3 separate regions of the Sus scrofa genome follow, and regions 1 and 3 are each linked to region 2. A link is a contact called in public Hi-C and HiChIP or PLAC-seq data. All regions are on one chromosome and are shown on one strand. Each heading gives the region's core, a stretch centred on a gene start, on an enhancer-like site or on the middle of the called end of the contact. The rest is flanking DNA. Distances are from core to core; before and after follow the strand shown. Region 1 holds the start of IQCH (IQ domain-containing protein H). Region 2 holds the start of MAP2K5 (dual specificity mitogen-activated protein kinase kinase 5). Region 3 holds the start of SMAD3 (SMAD family member 3).

Region 1 (4,063 bases), core at 1,530-4,029, 270 kb after region 2:
TATTTACATAGTCTTCCATTTAGTGTGTTCAGAGTAACTGTTTTAAGCAAGATGGGGTGCTCAGCAACATGGATATGACTATTCTCAGCTCTTCACATAGAGGGGTCTGGCCTTTGCCTTGGACACTGGGAGGTGATCTCTAGGCCCCTGCTTGATGGAAGTATCTTTATGCTATGGAGACTTTGAGCTACACTATATCAGTTCCAACCTCCAGAGGAATGAGACTGAAATCATTAATCTGTTCTTAGGGAAGGGCTGAAGACCAAAAGTCAGTGAAATGAGCATTGTGATCAAGCCCCAATAAAAACTCTGGACACTATAGTCTTGGGGACACTTTCCTAGTTGGCAGTAGTTTGTGCATAGTGTCACACATCATAGCTGGAAGGAGGTGGTATGCTCCATGACTCCACTGGGAGAAAATGGCTGGAAGCTCCATTTAGACCCCTCCTCAACTCTGCCCTAAGCCTTTCTTCCCTTGATTGAATTCTTATCCTTTGGCCATAATAACACCATAATTGTAAGCACAACACTTTCCTGAGTTTTTTGTTTTTGTTGTCTTTTTGCCTTTTCTAGGGCCACTCCAAAGGCATATGGAGGTTCCCAGGTTAGGGGTCCAATTACAGCTGTAGCTGCCGGCCTACACCAGAGCCACAGCAACGCCAGATCTGAGCTGCATCTGTGACCTACACCACAGCTCACGGCAGTGCCGGATCCTTAACCCACTGAGCAAGGTCAGGGATTGAACCCGAAACCTCATGGTTCCTAGTTGGATTCGTTAACCACTGAGCCACGAGGAGAATGTCTCCTGAGTTTTTTGAGTTGCTCCACCAAATTAGCCAGCGTGAGGCGGCTGGAGTTCCCAAATGTGTAGACAGCTGGTCTGAAGTGAGGGTGCTTCTAGAGACCCCTGTACTTGTGCCTGGTGTCTAAGTGAGGGCAGTCTTGTGGAGATTTGGCAGTTTGGCTAAACTCATTCTAAGGTGATGGTGAAAGCAAGGATAATATAAGGTGAGGTAAGACTATCTGGGTATGATTCATAATGGGGAAGTCTGTAAAATTGGTGAGTTTAGGGGTTTGTATTTTGGAAAAGGTGAATTTAAAGAAATCTCCCAAAAGGGAGGTAAGAGACCAAGTCCTAGCAGGAAGAAAAATTAGACCCATTGCAGATCTGAGTGAGAGTCCTGATAAAGTGACCTTAGGCAAATTACTTTAAGCCCTGGTCAAATAGTGCTAAATATGTGTTAAATGTGATGCTATATGTAGAAATGTTTTAAAACTACCATATTGAAATGTGAAAAAACAAAATGCTTTTAATATTTGGAAAAATCTGAGTGTAATTGTCACAAGCTAAGTTATGCTGGAGAAGCTAATACTTTCTTCTTCCTCCTTTTTTGGCCAAATCCGTGGCATGCAGAAGTTCCACAGCCAGGGATCAAATTTTTGCCACAGCAACAACCAGAGCTGCTACAGTGACAACACCAGATCCTTAACCCTCTGAGCCACAAGAGAACTCTGAAGTTAATATTTTATTGATATTCCGCCCTCAGATTAGAAAAAGTTACTTCCGGGAGTTCCCGTCATGGCGCAGTGGTTAACGAATCCGACTAGGAACCATGAGGTTGTGGGTTCGGTCCCTGCCCTTGCTCAGTGGGTTAACGATCCGGTGTTGCCGTGAGCTGTGGTGTAGGTTGCAGACGCGGCTCGGATCCCGCGTTGCTGTGGCTCTGGTGTAGGCCGGTGGCTACAGCTCCGATTAGACCCCTAGCCTGGGAACCTCCATATGCCGCGGGAGCGGCCCAAGAAATAGCAACAACAACAACAACAAAAAGACAAAAAGACCAAAAAAAAGAAAAAAGAAAAAGTTACTTCCCTGTGTTTTTAAATTTGTCACATTTCCATATTCAAAACTGTTAACTTGAATAGTAAGCTTTTATCTTGAATTTATTTCCCTATTGTATGTTCCCAAGCAAGGGGTTTTAATTTTATTTATCTTTTATTGCAATATAATTGGCATACAACATAATAATTAGATACTTGTTCATATTGCAAAATGATCAACATAAGTCTAGTTAACATCCATCTCCATACACATTCACAATTTTTTTTCTTGTAATGAAAACTTTTTAAGATTTACTCTCTTAGCAATTTAAATACACACTAAGTATTGTTAACTACAATTACCATGCTCACGTCCCCAGAACTCATTTATTTGCAAGGGACTTTTAGATCCCCCCAAATTGGGGTGGTTAAGAAAGGCAGTTCACATATTTCAGTTTCTCCCCAGCTTTATCACCTCTCCGTTGTGTCTGATTTGTATCGCCTCCAGTTCCCTACTTCATGGATTCAAAATTTTTATGACATAACATTTAAAAATGGTGCCTCGGTGTAAGAAAAGATAGCTTTTTCCAAAGTAGAGGTCCCTGGCGGGGTGTATGGTCGTGGAGTTTTACCAGAGACAGAATGACTGGCGCTTCCCAGGGTCAGGCTGTGGAGGTGTGTGAGGCGGCCGGGCGAGTTCTGGGTTCGGATATTTGGGAGTTCTCCGAGCGGTGCCGCCCCTCGCCTGGGAGGCAGTCTAAAGGCTGGACACCAATGGATGGACGCTGCTGGGCCTCGCTCGAAGGGCCTTAGCCGGGTAGGGCCGGGAGAGACCCATTCCCACCTGGATTAAGATGGATCCGATGGGGTCATGGTTTTCTGGCGCCTGGGCCATGCCTACCACCGGGCGCGGCTACCTCGCAGAGGAGGCGCGGTTTCTAGGCACATTAATTCTCCGCAGGGGGAGCTCGTTCCCATGGCAACCCAACGCGCAGCGCGGCCCGGTCCACGACGGGAGCGGAAGAGGGGGATGGAAAGGAGGCAGGGCCGGCCGTGCCTTCTGAGAACGCGCCTTCCTTGCACGCCTCCCCTGCGCGACAGCGGCCATGGTATCGCCCAAGGCGGAAGAGGCTTGGAGACCAAACCGGATCGCGGGTTCAGCAATGGCTGCGGGTGTCCCCTGCGCTCTGGTCACCAGCTGCTCGTCCACCTTTTCTGCTGACCGGCTAGTCCAAAGTGAGTAGAAGGTCTCCTGGGCCGAATTCCAAGCCCCCCCCCCCGCCCCGCCCCGAGGCTTGGCGGGTGACATTCCCAACACTGTGGCCTCCCTTGGGAGCCTCTGTCCCAGCCGCGGGGCCCTGGATTCTTCCTCTCCTCCGTGGTGGCCCAAGGTCCCGCGGGTGCTCTTGGGAGGCAGTCGAGGTGCCCAGTGTCCCAGGGGTCCACCCCAAGCTCGTACACACCTTGCTTCTCTGCTTTGTCTGGCCCGCCATGACGTTTCTTCCAGCTTTTTCTGTAAAGTGGGACTAATCCCCGCCCAGCCCAGGGGTTGTTGCGGTCAAGCTTTGAGGTGAACCGAAAAGGCGCTCTGGAAATTGTACGGAGGAACGAGGGTGTTAGGAGCAGAAATAGTGATTTTTGTTGCCATCTCTGCTCCTGAGGTGGAATGTGGTTCCTTTTGGCCACCCCTTGGTGCGTATAAGACTTGTTAGCCTTATCCCCTCCACTCTGCAGTTATTCATGTCTTGCCTTCCTCCAGAGGCTAGGTCCTCTCCCTGTATCAGTTTTTGGTTATTATTGGTCCTATTCCCTTTCTTTGCCTCTGGAACTTCATAGTGTTTGTCAAAGTAGGTAACTTAAAAGAATTGTAGGCGTGGAGGGGAGACCAGTGTAATAGAGAGAGGATAGGATTGGATCTTAGGCTCAAATCTTTCACTAAAGGACTCTGAAGTTGATTATAACTCAAGACTCCTGTTTTAAGTGCGTGGCTTCGAGTCAGAACAGTGACTCTCAACTGTGAGATAACACGCTTAACTTCTGCTCTTCAGTTTTCTTGTAAAATGGTGATTATTTCCACAGAATTGTTGTGCTTAGCCCAGCTTAAACGTTCGATAAAACGTATGTATTTTGATTAAAATGCATTATCTCGCTGGCCTTCAGTTTTCTGATCCTGAAAATGGGGCATATGAACCTAACAGAATTCTTTGAAGGACAGATGATGTGACATTTTGAAACCATTTTGTAA
Region 2 (4,237 bases), core at 1,032-3,531:
CCACAGCTCACAGCAATGCCAAATCCTTAACCCACTAATCGAGCCAGGAATTGAACCTTCGTCCTCATGGATACTAGTTGGTTCATTAACTGCTGAGCCACAACAGGAACTCCAGGCTTAGGAATTCTCACATGCCATAGGTGCAACCATAAAATAAAAAAAAAAAAAAAAAAAGAAAGAGGCCAAGTGGAGATGGCCTGGGCACCTGGGAGAACTCAAGATTAATTATAAATACCTGGAGCACAAGATGCTCATAGGGGTATAGTGAAAGATGAAGCTGGTGCCAGTCAGGCACGAGCCAATCAAAAGACCATGCCAAGGAGTTCAGGCCTTACCATGAAGGAAGATCCACGTGCCTGTGAGTGTGTGGAGAACTCTGGATGCAAAGAGAAGGATGGCATAAGATTGGAGGCTGCTGGCTTTCACCAGCCTCTGCACTCCTGGCCCAGACACCTGAAAATCTGTATGGTCTGTGTGGTCAGTAACATCAAAAACTCAAAATGAAGGTACAGGGATCAAATTTTGATTGAGTAACTTATGACAATCAAAAGCCACATCACAGATCTTCTAAAAAACCTCCACCCAGCACCATCTTATCCTATAGCTAAGTTCCACTATAGATCCCATACTTGCAATGTGCCCCATGATATGTCAGCTCTACCTTCGACAGCTCAGTTATTCAAAATGTAAAATGGGCACAAAGCACTCTATCTCAAATAAATGCTAAAAGATGAAAAGTGGCACTGCAGCACATGGAAATAAATACTAAGTAAAGTAAGGAAATCTGAGTTATGGCACTGACACTTCCACTCACAAGCAACATGGCTTTGGAAAAGTCATTTCACCTCACTGCTCCTTGGTAACCAACTACAAAAAGGATCAGAGGGCTCAAAAGGCCACCTCTGGGGTTATCCCCTCCTCTAACACTCCATGATTTTATTTGAAATACATTGTGAATATTTATTATGAAAGTTAAGACTACATTATTGACTCTAAAATGCACATTTCCCCCTCTATTTTAACATCTCTGAAACTAGGTTCTGCACAATGTGTGCTACGTCAGCTTTTTCCTTCTTAGTAGTACATAAAATACCTTAAAACCTATGACACCTAAGGTTTGCTGAAACACAACTGGTTAAAGACGCCTTGTTTCTCTTTCCCACTAGTCACCAAGTTTAAGGAACTCAGTAGGAAGACATGGCTGGAACCTGGCCAGGGACATTCCACAAAATACTTTAGAAAAACTTTTAGATTCAGCTTTTTGAATCCTAGTTGTTGCTTCCATGTATATGTTCCAGTCCAGGCTGTGCACTCCCTGAGGGCAGAGGTTCAATCTGGTTCATCTCTACTTTCCCAGGGACCTGCACATTTGTCAGATTTAAGCCCATGCAATTAATCACTGCCTGTGGTGGAAGCAATAAAACTGTCCTCACTTGAGGCCAGCAATGGCCACTAGCTCAGGCCACCAGGCCACCGGGGTTAAGTTTCAGTGATCAAGGCGCAGACTACCCCACAAATCCCTGCACCCTCCCTCGCCAGGATGGAACACTGAGATTAGCACTCACCAACACATCCCTGAAGAGTAGCTGCGGCCCCGAGTGCACTGTCCAGTCCACCGCTCCACTATTTGGAATCTTGATGCGAATCACCAGCACCTGGTTCTCCATGGCATGGAAGGGGCCAAGGGCCAGCCACAGCATTACAGGTGAAAGGGGCTCACATCCTGGTAAGGGGGTACCCACCGGTCCCTGTTAGGTGGGGCTTCCAAGAGAAGATAAGGTGACAGAGAGCAAGGGGGCTGAAGAGAGGAGGAGGTCCAGAAGAGGCCCGCAGGCTCCGAGCCAGGCCCAGGCTGCAGGGGGCCGAGGGATGTCTCCCGGTGAGCGTGGACTGGGCAAGAGGAAGGAGTCAGTAGGAACTAGGGGAGGTCAGAAGGTTCTGGAGTTGGAAAAGAAGGCAAACGGGGTCATGCAGCTCTCTGCCGTCTGTGAGGGTGTGAGGGGACGGCAAACAGAAGACCCTGTTTTAGGGAGATACAGCGGCAGGTGTCCACTCCTCCTCAGCAGGGGCGGAGGGTCCTGGACTGAAGGGGACTCAGTCCGGTGTGGTGTGGAAGAAGCCCCGGGGCAGCCGAACCAGGAGAAAGCCGCCGGGGACCCTCCGCGGGAAGTTGGAGGTGGGGAGACAGTCTTCTGCCCAACCGGAGTCAGACTGCGCCGCCCGTGCGGCTCAGCCCTGGGCACCCGAGGCCGCGCGTCCCGGCGGCAGGAGGAGGGGGAGGGCGGCGGCGAGGGCACTGTTACTCCGGAACCAAAACGCGCGGCGCCGGAACCCCGGGAGCCGGCGAGGGGACCCGCCTCCCGCGGCGCCATGTTGGAAAAGGGCAGCTCCTGGCCGAACCCTCCCCCTGCTCCCGGGCGGACGGGACCCAAGGAGGCAGCGCGGGGCGCTCGGGCCGGAGTGAAGGGACCGACTGGGCTGCCCACTCCCGGGACACCCCACCTTTTCGCCGAGCGATCGAGTGATGGCCCTTTCCTTTCCTGACTCATTAAAATTAGCGATGTGAAAATATCTAACAAACGAAGGAGGAAACTGAACTAAGGCAGAGGTCCGCCAAAAGCCAATAGATTGCTTAAAATGTGTACTCTTGGCTTGTAGAGAAGCCTAGAAAGATAGGACTGCATCGTTTATTCCTTCGTCAGGCCCTGTACCTAAATATTCGTGGGGGTTTGTGCATCAAATGGTCAAGAGCAAGGTTGTCTTTTTTTTTTTTTTTTTCTTCTTCTTCCATTTTCCAAGTCACAGATCCAGATCTTTCTCCAAAATGAGCAAAGCAAATATGGGGTTTTAGTGAGGTTCTTTACCCCATGGTTGCCCTAAAATAGCAAACAGCCCCTTACTCGAAAGTTACTGTAGAGAAATTCAGTGAAGAGTTTAACTGCCTGGGGACAGCTGCAGTAGTGGCATCATCTTTTGTTAAATTGTTGCAAAAAATATCCAGTCTAACCCATTAATTTTCCACTAGCTAAGCAATGTTTATGCAATCAGTGATATCAGAGGCGGTAGCAGTAACACTTGGTTATTTTTAACTGCCTTGTTAACCTCAGACTTTTAAATGCATAATTTTGTTGCTCTACGATTCCTTTACAGAAGTTTGTTTACAAGTTGTAACGTGTAGTTTCGTCTTTCATCTCGTTCTAAGGAAAGTGCACATATGGCTTTACTTTGGGGGGCTGAATTTTGTATAAATTCGGTGGGGGAGGTGTTTCATTTCCCTTTATCAAATAGTTGCTTAATGCCAGAAAAAAAAAATAAATATTGGCCAGTTTTAGTATAATATAATTTTTTTCCTACATATCTTCTCTGCCTGCGCTCTCTGATGTTTAATTTGAAAGTCCATTGTAGGAGATAAATGATATGTTTTCAGTTTTGTAAATTAATTGCTTAGGTAGAAATTTCTTTAGTCAGATCCTCCAGCTGGTCAAAGATCTGCACTTCAGTCCTGTGAAAAATAAACCATTTGCTCAAGGACCCCAGTGCATTTTTAAATGAAAGTTCATTTCCGGAGTTCCCATGGTGGCACAGCAGAAACGAATCCTACTAGGAACCCTGAGGTTGTGGGTTCCATCCCTGGCCTCGCTCAGTGGGGGGATTTTCTCTGAACCCATGATTTGTTAAAATTGGTTTTTTATTCATAGTACCATGGGGAAAACCAACTCAGTTCGCACTTTCAATTCTTTTGGGTGTATACCCACAAGTAGAATTGCTGGATCATGTGATAATTTTTTGGAGGAGCTGCCATATTCCACAATGGCCATGCCATCTTACATTCCCTTCCATAGCCCAAGGGTTCCGATTTCTCCACATCTTCACCAACACTTGTTACATTCTGTATTTTTGTTAAATGCTATTCCATCAAGTATGAGGTGATATGTGGTTTTAATTTGCATTTTCCTTAGTGATTATTGATGTTCATCTTTTCATACACTTCTTGGCCGTTTGTATATCTTCTTTGGGGAATTGCCTATTCAAGTCCTTTGCCCATTTTTTAACTGGGCTGTTTTTTTCCTTTTTTGTTATAAAGTAATTTCTTTTTTTTCTTTTTGGGGGGGGGGCGTGCCCATCTCATGTAGAAGTTCCCAGGCTAGGACTCGAATCGGAGCTACAGCTGCCAGCCTATCTATGTCATAGCCACAGCAATGTGGGTTCTATCCTTGGCCTCGCTCAGGGATAAGGA
Region 3 (4,034 bases), core at 729-3,228, 460 kb after region 2:
CAAAGGAATAAAGAAGAATTAAGCACCAGGGCTGGGACCAGGACCTAGGGCTCACTGACCATCACATCACACCACCTCCTCTGAAGTCAATTCTGGCTCCTGATCACACGCCCAGAACACACTTCCCAGACAGCACATTGCCTTCCCTCCCGCTTTATTGACTGGATCCACCCAGTTTTGAAAAAAAAAATTATTATTTTTCAAGTCAGCACTCCCACCATATGCAGCATTTATTTCCAGGGGAGGCCTGCCCTGGGTTCCCGTGGACAGATGTTGCTTTGTGCCTGCCTGACACGGCTGGCAGCCTTTATACAGCTGCCCCAAGCAGGTGGCCAAGGACGGAGTTCACTCCTGGCCCCAGCAGCAAGGATGGCAATTTCTGTGGGGTGCAGGCCCTGGGGACCCTCCACTCAATCCTCTGCAGCCCAGGACCCAAAGGACATCTCCCCCACCCCACCCCACCCTGCCCCCCCACACACACACTTTCTCTCTCTCTCTCTCTCTCTCTCACACACACACACACACACACACACACACACACACACACACTCCCTTGGAGCAGAATCGGACTTCTAAAGGGGGCTGGCTGAGAGGGAAAGACAGGAGACTATGGTGCCCCCACACCCCAATTCCCAGCCAGGCGCAGCGAAGCTAAAAGAAGGCCCTGGGGAGTGGAGAGAAGTCACTGACCCCTTCTATCAGCCATCTGTGAGCTCCCGCCTGACCTAGCTAGCGCAAAGTGGAGGATAAAGGAGGTCCAGACAGATGGCACAGCGCTTTGGGAAGGAAGGCTCTGTAGGAATGCGAGGGCCGAGGCGAGGCCCCCCTTTGGGGTGCGTTTTGTTATCTCCTCAGTTCTCAGCCCCCCGCGTTTTGCAGCCACTCGCAATCTATGGCTGAAAGGTGGGCCAAAAAACAGTCGGGGGAGAAGACCCTACCCTCTGCCACTTATCTCTCTCATTTGAAAGTCAGACCACCCCACTGCAAGTAAAGTGCGTGTGTGTGCGGAGGGGGCGGGAGACTGGCACAACCGAATCTAAAAATACTCGATAAAAATGCTAATCCCGAAGGCAAAGAGAGAACGAAGAAGGAATCTGTCAATCACGAGGCTCCCGCTCCTCACCCACAGCCCCAGCTGTACGGACTGCATTCCTGCCGAGGAGGAAAGAAGTGGGGGGACAGGGATGAAGAAAAGAAAGGGAGAGACACCACCACCTCCACGAGCGCGGGCCGCGGGGGCGGGAGGCGGCGGCGGAGGAGGGGCTCCGGCCCGCGGAGCTGAACAAAGCGGGCCTCAAGTTCTAGCCCGCAGCTCCCCCGGGGTGGGGGCCGCCGATTCCAGCAGCACCCGCTTTCCCGGAGGTGAAAAGCGAATACGAGGTCTGGGAGCGCGAATGCCGTGTGGAAGCCTCAGGCTCTGAATCTCTGCAAATCCAGAGAAGGTTTTGTTTGGGGTCCCCCGCTTTCCTGTCTGTGTTCCCACCGCCCCCCCCCTACACACACACGGGCACCCAGGCCACCCCTCCGTTCCAACCCCCCGCCACGCCAGGGGGCTGGGCGGGCGCGCCCCAGGGTCCCTCGGGCCCCCACCTGGGGATGGTGATGCACTTGGTGTTGACGTTCTGCGTGGTGATGGCCTTCTCCAGTTCGTCCAGCTGCCCCGTCTTCTTGAGCTTCTTGACCAAACTCTTGACCGCCTTCTCGCACCACTTCTCCTCCTGCCCGTTCTGCTCACCCTTCTTCCAGCCCAGCAGGCGTTTCACGATCGGGGGCGTGAAGGGCAGGATGGACGACATGGCTGGGGAGGGCGCGCGGGCGGCGAGGGGCGCCCCCGGCGGGGCTGGGCGCGGCGGAACGCCGGGGGCGCAGCGGGGAGCTCGGCCGGGCTGGCCGCGGCCGCCCAAACTTCGCCTCAACTCTCGGCGAACTTGCCGGTGCTCCCGGCCGGGCCGCGGCGCTGCAGCCTGCGGGGCTCGGCGTGCGGCCCTGTGCCCCGGGCGGCTCCCTCGGTGAGGAGAAGAGCGGCGGGGAGAAGGGCGGGCGGCAGCGGCACGGGATCGGGAAGGCCCCGGACGCGGGGCGGAGGCGGCGGCCGCGGGGCTCCGAGTGGCAGAAGAAAGTTTGGGTTTCCGCACGGGGTGGCTGTTTGGGTGCCGCCTCCAGGAAGGAAAGTCCAACCCTCAGCCAAACTTTGCTCGCCTCGCTCGCTTTGATGCGCAGATCCCTCCGCCTCGGCAGCCTCGCCTCCCTGCTGCCCTCCTCCTTCCCGGCTCTCTCGCTCGCTCGCTGGGCCGGCCCGGGGCGTGCGCCGCGCTCCCGCTCCCGCTCCCGCCCGCTCCCAGTCTGTGTTTCATGCAAATCCGCGTGCAGCCTCCTTTCCAAGCGCTGTCACCGCCCCCTTGCCGCCGGGGCTCCCCGCCTCCTCCCCCGCGCCCCGCCGCCTCCTCCCGCGGGCGCCCTGCCCGCCCCCCGCCTCCGGGAGGGCGCCGGGCCGTCCCCCGCCCGGCGCGGAGCACGCCCACGTGGGCGACCGGGGGCTGCGGCGGACCTGGCTGGAGCTCGCAAGACCCCGCGCGGCCCTGACCTGAATCCGGCGGGCGCCGGGAGGAAGTCGTGGGAAAGGAGCGGCGAGAGGGGCCCCGGACGGGAGGGCCGGGCTCGGGCCGTGGCGTCCGCTCTCGGAACCCACACTAAGAAAGTTCAGTTGGCGTGGCGGGCCCGAGAGGGTTAGGCTCGCACGAACGCACGACGTCTGGCCGCAGGCTGGCCGTGCATCCCTGGGAGGACCCGGGTCCGAGAGAGGGCGTGCGCAAAGCTGAGGCCCAGGAAGGCTGGCAGCGCACTGGTATGCGGGCACGCGAATCCCGGTTAGGGACCTTGGTGGCGCCGGTGACTCTAGGGCTCCTTTAATTCTAGCACCGGTGAGATCTTACCGGTTTAGAGCCCCGAGACCGTGCGAAGGAGGGATTAGGAAGGGGCTCGCTCTCAGAAGTGGAGATTCGGGGACCCTAGTGACTCCCTGTATAATAACTGGAGCCAGGGGGTCCCAGGGGCCTTGGGAAACAAGTGCCCAGCAGAAAACGGGCCTCAAAGGTATCCGTTGAGTTCAGGACGGGGCGCTTCAGAATTTATCTTTGGAGGAAAAGTTTCATTACAGGGTATTTGGAATCTTATGATGAGCAAAGAGCCGAAATTCAACACCCTATAAATAGAAGGCAAGAGCTTTGTTTTCAAAGCTGTGAACTTGCAAAAAAGTGGGGCAAGAGGGCAGTACCGGGGAACCTTATGTATTCCAAATTAGCTCTGGTGGGAAGCAAAGAAATACCAAGATATTGGGGGCCCTCTGGGGCTTCTCTCCCCAGAAGCACAATTCAAGGGCATCTGCCCCCAGACCCCTCCTGCAGCTGCTTTCAGGAGTTACCCCAGGACCCCAGGGCCTTTCTCCTGCTGCCCCTCCCCTACCAGGCCTCTAGCCTTTGTTTGTTTTTAACAGCAGGAAACTCCTGTGGTGAGAAAGAAGTTATCTGCAAACTCTGGCGGGTGGGGAGTCACAAAGCTCTGTGAGGTGTGGCCTAATCCACAAAATCAGCCCAGAAGCGCAGGGACCCCTGCAAGTAGGAGTGACTGCCCTCCTACCAGCCTGTCCGCACTGGGGCTGAGCACTAACTGGGCTCCTTGTCTTCCTCTCTTCTAACTCCCCGCCTGCTGGGACCTTAAGGGGGAATCCCTGAACCCCAACCCGGGCTTAATGACCTGATTCCCCTTCCTGGCCCATCCCCAAGCTAACTGGCAGCCAGCGTCATCTCATTTCACTCCCTTCCTCCCAGCCCTCCTCAGACCAGAGCAGGGAGGAAGGCAATCAACATTTATTGATGGCTTTCTTCCTTCCAGGTAGCCCAAGTGCTTTCCTCTGATTTTGTCTTCACAGTGGCTCTGGAGGTAAATGTCCCCCAGCCTCCCATTTACAAATGAAGCACCTGAGGTTGGAGGTTATAACATGTACTCGAGATTCCCAGGGCAGAATTGGGATTGGG

What was found. A called contact is a pair of places that touch in the nucleus more often than the background predicts. HiChIP or PLAC-seq counts read pairs in DNA pulled down with a chosen protein or histone mark.
Region 1: a contact with region 2 is called in a Hi-C map of liver, with 2.3 times the contacts expected there. The contact joins the promoter of IQCH here to the promoter of MAP2K5 in region 2. A contact is called at or near these places in 1 of 47 Hi-C or Micro-C datasets (liver) and 1 of 2 datasets of contacts at active chromatin or transcription factors (alveolar macrophages).
Region 3: an H3K27ac HiChIP or PLAC-seq map of skeletal muscle shows a contact between it and region 2. The contact joins the promoter of SMAD3 here to the promoter of MAP2K5 in region 2. A contact is called at or near these places in 1 of 5 promoter capture datasets (fetal liver) and 1 of 2 datasets of contacts at active chromatin or transcription factors (skeletal muscle).

What each region holds. Positions count from the first base shown.
Region 1 is chr1:165,191,806-165,195,868 of Sscrofa11.1, reverse strand. IQCH (IQ domain-containing protein H) reads right to left here and starts at 2,779. Exons shown (of 21, transcript XM_021100401.1): 1 at 2,663-2,779. The coding sequence starts at 2,713. It overlaps AAGAB (alpha- and gamma-adaptin-binding protein p34), which reads left to right and starts at 2,867. Exons shown (of 9, transcript XM_005659865.3): 1 at 2,867-3,054. The coding sequence starts at 2,925.
Region 2 is chr1:165,456,307-165,460,543 of Sscrofa11.1, reverse strand. MAP2K5 (dual specificity mitogen-activated protein kinase kinase 5) reads right to left here and starts at 2,281. Exons shown (of 21, transcript XM_021100479.1): 1 at 1,566-2,281. The coding sequence starts at 1,700.
Region 3 is chr1:164,996,401-165,000,434 of Sscrofa11.1, reverse strand. It overlaps SMAD3 (SMAD family member 3), which reads right to left and starts at 1,978. Exons shown (of 9, transcript NM_214137.1): 1 at 1,591-1,978. The coding sequence starts at 1,796.